2 separate regions of the Mus musculus genome follow, and region 1 is linked to region 2. Evidence: chromatin contacts called from public Micro-C data. All regions are on one chromosome and are shown on one strand. Each heading gives the region's core, a stretch centred on a gene start, on an enhancer-like site or on the middle of the called end of the contact. The rest is flanking DNA. Distances are from core to core; before and after follow the strand shown. Region 1 has its middle 34 kb from the start of Gm34678. Region 2 overlaps Gm34678 (a long non-coding RNA gene).

Region 1 (4,164 bases), core at 1,006-3,505, 38 kb after region 2:
CTACAGTGTCCTGTTCTTGAAGGTGACACTGAATTTTAGTCACTTTGACTTTGTAGAAGTCCCAGTTCCACGTAACCAAATCAGTCAAGCTGTCAGAAGCCACAAAGGTTTCCCAGCTCTGCACTGAAACCTGGGGACTTTCTCCAATTGGTGAGCTGAGTTTGGATCAAGATGACTTCCTCAGGGACACGGCCCCCAAGGAAAAGACACACACAGCTGCTTTAGTGATCAGCATCTGAAAACCACTGAACCATGTATGTCCTCTTCTTTTGGTTTGATGTAGAGTACATCTGTACCATGTCCTGAACTTGGCTAAGAAGGGAACATCTCTTAGAGATGTTTTAATTTCTTTTTAAAAACTGAGTGTAACCTTTAACATATTTAAATGATGTTTTCATTTATTAGACCTTCCTTTATGTTTTGCTCCTGTTTCTATATCAGGCATTCCTTTTCCATCTCTAAGAATTCTTTATGTTATAAAAATTGGCATCTTTTTTTTTTAAATAAATCCTTTCTTGTCTCTAATTTGTATGTCTTCACTTTGTTTAGAATTAGTACTCATTCTAGAGTGGTTAGGGAAAACAGTAAGAATGCCCAGCGTGAAGTTTCTCAGTAGTTTGTTAAGTGCAGTATTATGTGTTTAGACAAGATTCATTTTATTTACAAATGTTTTGACCAACGATTAACACATTTTAAGCTTCCCAAGCTGAGGGATGAGATGAGCCACATTATTTAAGACTTTTATCGATGGATTATTTGGGGTGGGTCATGGAGGTGAATCAAATGAATTAGTTTCCCTCCGTCTCAGGATAGAGTTTCATTTGAAGTCAGACTCTCAAGGGATCTCCCCACATGAAGGCAAAGGAATATCATCCTTATCAACTCCTAATTGGAAAGCAGCATCCCCTGCCATTATCCACACAGGCAGGCAGCCAACCATTAGAGTGTCAGCAGGAGAGCCAGTGGCCTCGTCACCTAGAAGAAAGCACACACGTTTCCATCTTATTCTCTAGATACTAAAAGGGGACAGGTGTACAGTTTCTGCTGTTCAGTATTCATAGTCACATTAAGAATTATGGCTGAGATTAACATAGTGCCAGGTCTTGCTATTTAAATTCATTAATAAGAAGCATTATTCTTTAAAATAAGCATGTTTAAAATAGTTGATTAACTATATTTCAACAAAATTAATTTTCTTTGTCACGTACCTTCTAACTTTGAATAAGCATGGTTTTGAGGATCAGTCTTTTCAATGGCTAAAGTGATAAAATAGACGCCTGGTTGGAGGCATCTTAAGAAGAGACTGGGTAGCCATAAAGCACTTCCTGTTTTTGTTTTTTTTTTTGTTTTTTTTGTTTTTTTTTTACTTCCAGCTCCACCGCAGCTGGATGACCCCGGGCGTAACCTGACTCTCAGAAAATCTGACCTTCTGTACACATTTCAAGCCCAGTGAACTGCAGGAATCCTGCAGTTCTGACTCGATGGCTTCCATCAGGAACGAGCTCACTAGATTTGAGGGCAGATAGGTCTCTGCAAGGCTTCACTGCCTGCAGGCCAAAGCAGCTCTCCTTTCCTGATGAGACCATGCCAAGATGACTTCCCACACAAAGGAAACGGTTTCCCGGCTGACATTCCTGCTTGGGGCTACTTTCATTTAATCAGCACCATCCAACCTCTGGGTTGGAACGCATTATATTCAGGGCACAAGGGCTGTATCATCTCACTGGTTCCTGCCTCTGCCCTCCCGATCCCCCTTCTTCATCCGCACCCTCTCCAGCTGGGGCAGGTGATGAAGCCAGGAGACTGCTAGGCTCCAGCATCCTGGCCTTGCCAACCCCTGCTGAGACAAGCTATCAGTTTTCACTCTTGACAAAACAGGACACAAAATCAAATCCAAAGCAAAGGTCACTTGGAGTTGAAGTCTCTGATCTTGCCATTCTTTGAGACCAATACTCTCTGACCCAGAACTCTTTCTTTAAGATAAACCCAATGAGCAAAACTTTGGTTTTTGTTTTTGTTAGCTGAGGAATTTTTGCTGCACGTGTTGCTACTTTTTGCTTTAACTTAGCATAAAAAAACCAGCATTTATGGTTTCCCAAGTGCTTTCTTGTAATTACTTAATTGTGAGCACAAGTAACGGTGGACATCAGGTTTTCTTGTTCCCATCTGACATATAAGAGTATCTGATGGCCACGAAGACAGCTCAGTGGGTAAAGGTGCACGGTGACGGTTAGGTTTCGTTTTCAACTTGAAATGACTTAAGAGTCATGGGGAAGTGAGTCTCAGTGAGGAAGTGACTGTATCGGATTGGTATGTGGACTTGTCTATAGGGACTGCCTTAATTAAGTCAACTGAAGTAAGAAGACCCAGCCCACTGCGGGTGGCACATTCCTTAGGCAAGGTTGCTCTGGAATCAAATAAAGGTATATAAAAGTCCTGCTGAGCAGTAAGCAACCAAACAAGGAAGAATTCATGCATTTATTTCTGTCTGCTTTTGACTGTGGATGTGACTAGCTGTTTGAAGTTCCTATCCTGACTTTCATCCAGTGACTGACTGTAATCTGGAACTGTAAGCCAAATCAACCATTTCTTTCCTAAGTTTTACACAAACACACACACACACACACACACACACACACACACACACACACACTTTTTTTTTGTTTTTTGTTTTTTTTTCAAAAGCCATCTTAGCTCCAGATAGTTTTGAGACATGAGCTGGGAGTCTGGTATGCCTACCTCCAGAGGCAATGTTAGTTCTACTGCCTCCAGCTATAGGATGAGATGAATGTATACATTCACTGAAGACACCGCAAACCAGTACTCACTTAATTTTTATGTGTTCTATTTATAAGGTTCATCCCTTTCAGATAAAAATCACATGACTTCAGTATATTTGGAAATTTCAGGTTGTGGTGATAACTCAGTTGTAAAATACTTTCAGTACTAGGGAAGAAGAGATAGGTAAACCCTAGGGCTTGCTGGCCAGCTAGTCTGGCTTAGTGGACAAATTCTGAGACAATGACAGGCACTATCTCAAAGAAAATAAGGTGGACATTACTCAAGGAGTGACAGCTAAAGTGTGCTCAAGTACACACACACACACACACACACACACACACACACTACATTATATAAACAGATATTTAGAAGAACGTTTACGTAAGTCAGTTTAGTAAAGTAATAAATCCCTCCCTTGAGCATTATGACCACCCTAGGCATAGTTCTTGATAAGGTTCACAGTACCAGTACGGGTTCTTCTGGGGAGCAGGTCCTGAATTCACTTAGAGGATGACTGGTTACCCTCATAACCATTGTGCTACAATGACACAGATGGGGACCTCTTTGCTTGGCCAGTTGGTTTTATAGTTTGTAGCATTCACAGATGGGTAAGACTACTGGTACCCTTCCCCTCCCAGTTGTCTGCTTAGCAACCTCCAGCACTTTGAAAGCTAACCCCCAGAGAGGATCTTTCTAGCTCAGTTCCAGCTTGCCTCTGTCTAGCAACCAAGGTGTGGGGTGTCTTCAGCATTGGGGTCTTATCCTCTAGAACTGACAGTCTTCGTGTTCATTTTTAGCTTGATTTTCCTGGAACTGTAAAAGTCTGGGTTTGTGATTCCTTATAACGTCACTTATTCCCAAACCTCTGTAGTGATCATTTTGGGCAGTTTGAGAATGCATGGGTCTCTAAGCTCTGCCATAACTCTAGTCACCAAGACTTCTCAGGAGCACTCACTAACTACTGGTCCCTTGAAAGCATCCCTCGTTTATTCAGATCACTAAGCCACTGGTTTGATGCTTGTGGATCATCATCCTTGAGGATGTCCTTTTGGGGTTCAACCTTGACTTCCCAGTGAGCCTCCTTCAGTAACCCTTTGTGAGGAAGGCAGAGGGAGCCAGAAGTCGCCTGCTGCTGAGAGCCAGTCAGGTGGAAAGAACCCTTCTAGAGTTTGTTATGTGTGGAATCTCATGAATTCACTGTGTTGGCCCTATGAAGTAAGGAAAGAAAGCTCCAGGTGTTGATCACACTCCTGATTCATACTCCCTAACAAATTCATAAAATTGTATCTTGCTTCACACTGGAAAGAGTCAGTGCAATGTTTTGAACGTGGGCTCCGGAATCGGTGACTGGGAAAGTCCCAGTGTAACAGTGTTCAGGCGTGA
Region 2 (3,966 bases), core at 845-3,344:
GTTTGTTCTAAGCTTTATTTAGCAGAGGCCTTAATCATCAACTTGGACCTATCATATTCACTCCCTTAGAGTTTTAACAGTGAGGTATTGTATTTGTTTGCCATAGCTGCTACACCAGGTATAAGAGACTATGTGGATTAAATAACAAATGTAATTTTCTTACAGCTCCAAGTGGTAAAAGTTTGACAACAAGATGTTAATAATGTTGGTGACTTCTGAAGCCTCTTCCCATGGCTTGCAGAGGGCCACCACCTCCCCAGGTCTTCACTTCCCTTTGTGTGCACCAATCATGTCAGATTTACACTCTTATTTTTTATAAGGACCATGTGTTAACTGAATCAACCCTTTAGAGACCCGGAGACCCTATCTGCAAACACAGCTACACTCTGAGGCACTGGGTTGAGGGCCTCAGCTTATGACCTTGCAGGAGTAACGATTCAGCCCATAGTAGACACAAAGAGAATGAGTCCCTTGGTGAAAAGTAGACATTGCCCTATATGAAGAGAGCGCCAAAAGAAGCGAGAGCTTTTATGAGTTGAAAATGATCAGGAGTGAATGTATAAGCCATGTTTTAAACCCATCTCAAACAGCCTTCTTTGAGTTAATACACATAAACTACTTGGTTTCCTGGCTTGGGCAAATCTATTGGCTAGAACCACAAAGGCACAAGCAACAGTAGGAAGTGTAGACAAGAGGGAGGTCAAACAGAAACACTTCTACAGACCAAAGGGTCAAATCATAATCAGACCTAGTTAAAAAACTCAACAGTAAGAAAACAAATCATTCCATTAAAAATGCAGAAAGTGGGCAGGAGAGATGGCTCAGTAATTAAGAGCGCTGGGTGCTCTTCTAAAGGATCAGATTTCTATTCCCAACTCCCACATGGCGGTTCACAACCTTAAGTAATTCCAGTTACAGAAGATCTGAAGCCCCCCCCCCCCTGGCTTCCTTGGGTACAAGGTACATCCACGATGCGTTTATATACACGCAGACAAAACACGCATACATAGAAGATAAGACACAAAACTTTATGGATGGACAAAGCATACGAAATGGCATTTATTCAGATGGCCAGCTGGCACATCACTAATCCTTAGGCAAAGGCAAATGAAGACAACCATAAGATATCACCCCGCAATGGTTAGAGAGGCTTTTATTTAAAAGATGAATGCTGGGCCCACTAGCTGATAGTAAAGGTGACTGCTTCCTACCCTAAGGACCTGAGTTCAAACTCTAGGCCTCGAATGACGGAAGGAAATGTATGCTTGTTGTGTGTCAGTTTCTTTGTGGATGGCTGCCTATATGCAGCGAGGGTAGGTACAAGACAAAGTGAGAGCCCGTGATTGGGCAGTGGAAAAAGAAGGGGACTGAGAATTTTAGAGTCTAGGACAGAGGGACAGAGAGGAGAGGAGAAGGGAAGGAGAGGAAGAGATAAGATGGAACCTAAAGGAGAGGAAGAGGAGCTGGACCCACACAGTCCTGGGAGCCATAAGTGTTGGGGATTTCTTAGATAGATGACTAACTAACTAATAATTCGGATGCATCTACCCCATCTAGGTGTGTAGCTTGTGTTTATATCAATTGAGTTGTGAGTTCATTGTGCGGGTGTTTTGTGGGTTGAGAATTTACTAATATCAATCTGACTGATATTTTAAAAGCCTTTAGAGTTTTGATTTTACCAGGTTCCTGGGATTTGTGACTGCTAACCACAGGGAATGGGAGCAGAATCCACAGCAAGAGAACCACAAGATAGGTGGTCGCTGCATGGGGCTAGCCATGAAGGCAGTGAGATCACGGGGGCCAGAGAGTAGCTGGCGCTAGCTCGGGATGGTGGCTTTTTAAATATTTCCCGCTACATTTCCTCCTAGGTTGAAACATTTCATCCTGTAGGGAAGATCCTTAAGCCAGAGGGTAACACCTCAAAATAGTTTCAGGAAGTCCCTGAAACTCCCAGATTTCATTAGGCTCCCTCCCTCTCGGAGGAAGCAATATAGTCAAACTGCAAAGAACCCTCTGAGACAAGCCAGGCTGCCTGGAGGAGTCAGACAGACTGACTCCCTTGGAAAAGGGACTCTCCAACCTGTTGAGCTGCCCGCAGGCTGTGCAGTGCACTCTGGTTTTTGTGAGCTGTCACCTTTGCTAGTAGGCCTGGGTGATGAGGCTGTCTTTGAGTCATTTTTGATGCTGTTAGTCACCCTTCACCTACATTCCTGTAAGTAACCCTCAGAACTCTCATTGGTTCGCCAAATTGGACTTCGGTGATGCAGGGACTCCAGCTAGCCCGAGCATGGCAAATATGGCTCTGGCAGGCCTTGACCTTCTCCCCAACCCCTCCTGCCTTGCTAAAAATTGTTAGATTAAACTCCTTAAAATTTTTATTTATTCTATGTATATGAGTACACTGTAGCTGTCTTCAGATGCACAAGAAGAGGGCATCGGATCCCATTACAGATGGTTGAGAGCCACACTGGGATTTGAACTCAGTACCTCTGGAAGAAGAGTCAGTGCTCTTAACCACTAAGCCATCTCTCCAGCCCCTAGATTAAATTCCTAAAGCTAAACCCACCACAGTTCATTCCCTTATTTGGCCACTTTCTCTCCTTGAGGCTGACTACCAAGGTCTATCTATCAAAGTATTGGAGACTTGCAAGCAAATCCACCTTTGACTTACCTAATTAACATGCCCAATCAAGATTAAACACCTCATCTTAGCATGGGGTTTCCTCTTTTACCTTTATAAACTGCTATTTTCCTATGTGCCATGTCTGTGTTTCTCTATCCATAGGCAATCCTTTGTCCCACTCCAGAACAAATAACCCTGCCCCCTTCCTCATTCCCTTCCTCTTCTCCCTTGTCCTCTGCCCCCCGCATTCCCTTCCTCTTCTCCCTTGTCCTCTGCCCCCCCATTCCCTTCCTCTTCTCCCTTGTCCTCTGCTTCCCCCCCCCCCATTCCCTTCCTCTTCTCCCTTGTCCTCTACCTCCTGTCCTTGTCTCTTATTCCCTGTCCTTTGTCCTTCTCAGGAAATAAATCTCCTTTGGGTTGAGAACTTTGTCTTGGAGGTCCCAAGCCAATACCTTCACAATACAATCACTTCAGGTGGTATCCATACTTTGGCCTATTGTGGACTCAGTGTCTGGGATGAGGAGACATGCATATTGTATCTCCTCAGGAAAAAAATCTTGTCATACTACATCTCCTACAGATAAGTAGATAAATGATAGATAGATAGATAGATAGATAGATAGATAGATGAAAGGCAGATAGATAGGATGTAAAATCCATGAATTCTAAGTGTTGACTACAATGTAGGGAAAAGGGAAGGCAGCTGTTTTGCAGTTGTATGAAGGGCTCTTTAAAAGCCACAGATAGGAATGATCCAGAATCATACAAAAATGATCTCAAAATCAAAGGAGCTTGCGACAGAAGGGGCCTGAGGGGCAGAGTGGAATCACTGTGGCTTCACGGGATTAAAATACAGGGAGGCATCGAGACAGCATTTGTACCTTGAGGGTGGTGACTTACGATTCTTGGGTGCACTTAGCCATAAGAAACTTTTTAGAGAATAGACTCTTCGAAGAGGAAAGGGAACAGGGAAATACAATAATATTTCTTGTGCTCTTGTGTGCTTTGGAAACTTGTTTGAAGATATTATTTTTAAAATTGGGAATTATAGAGAGTTTCAGCAGTACAACAAACATCCTCTTTCCCAGGGTATTATTTTGAAGGCTGATGCCCACATGGAGTCTGTTCAGGTATGTGTGTCTATATTCATTTTTCTGAACACCTACATGGATTGGGAGTCATTAATGAGTAAGTTACAGCCTCCCCTCATGGCATTTGTGATGCACTTGGGAAAGCAGATATGTAAAGAGTGAATTTTATTACACTGAGATTAGTGTTGTGATAAAACTCCTACCACCCACAAAGCCCTTTGATTGTAGAATATGCGGCCTTCCTCTCACTAG

The links. Hi-C and Micro-C count contacts between places; a contact is called where the count stands out from the background.
Region 1: a contact with region 2 is called in a Micro-C map of trophoblast stem cells, with 6 times the contacts expected there. The contact joins two enhancer-like sites. A contact is called at or near these places in 1 of 15 datasets of contacts at CTCF or cohesin (the NIH/3T3 cell line), 18 of 484 Hi-C or Micro-C datasets (the AtT-20 cell line, the G1E-ER4 cell line, Sertoli cells and 6 more), 2 of 115 datasets of contacts at active chromatin or transcription factors (embryonic stem cells and trophoblast stem cells) and 1 of 9 other capture datasets (embryonic stem cells).

What each region holds. Positions count from the first base shown.
Region 1 is chr15:51,950,321-51,954,484 of GRCm38.p6, forward strand. No RefSeq gene overlaps it. Among named protein-coding and RNA genes, the nearest start is that of Gm34678, 34 kb to the left of the region's middle. Within about 2 kb of position 2,256, at least 49 of the 459 cell types and tissues checked have an H3K27ac peak or open chromatin away from gene starts, as enhancers often do. A contact at or near this core is called in extraembryonic ectoderm and trophoblast stem cells, where this site is marked.
Region 2 is chr15:51,912,522-51,916,487 of GRCm38.p6, forward strand. All of the region lies in intron 1 of Gm34678 (a long non-coding RNA gene), which reads right to left. Among named protein-coding and RNA genes, the nearest start is that of Gm34678, 4.0 kb to the right of the region's middle. Within about 2 kb of position 2,095, at least 6 of the 459 cell types and tissues checked have an H3K27ac peak or open chromatin away from gene starts, as enhancers often do. A contact at or near this core is called in extraembryonic ectoderm and trophoblast stem cells, where this site is marked.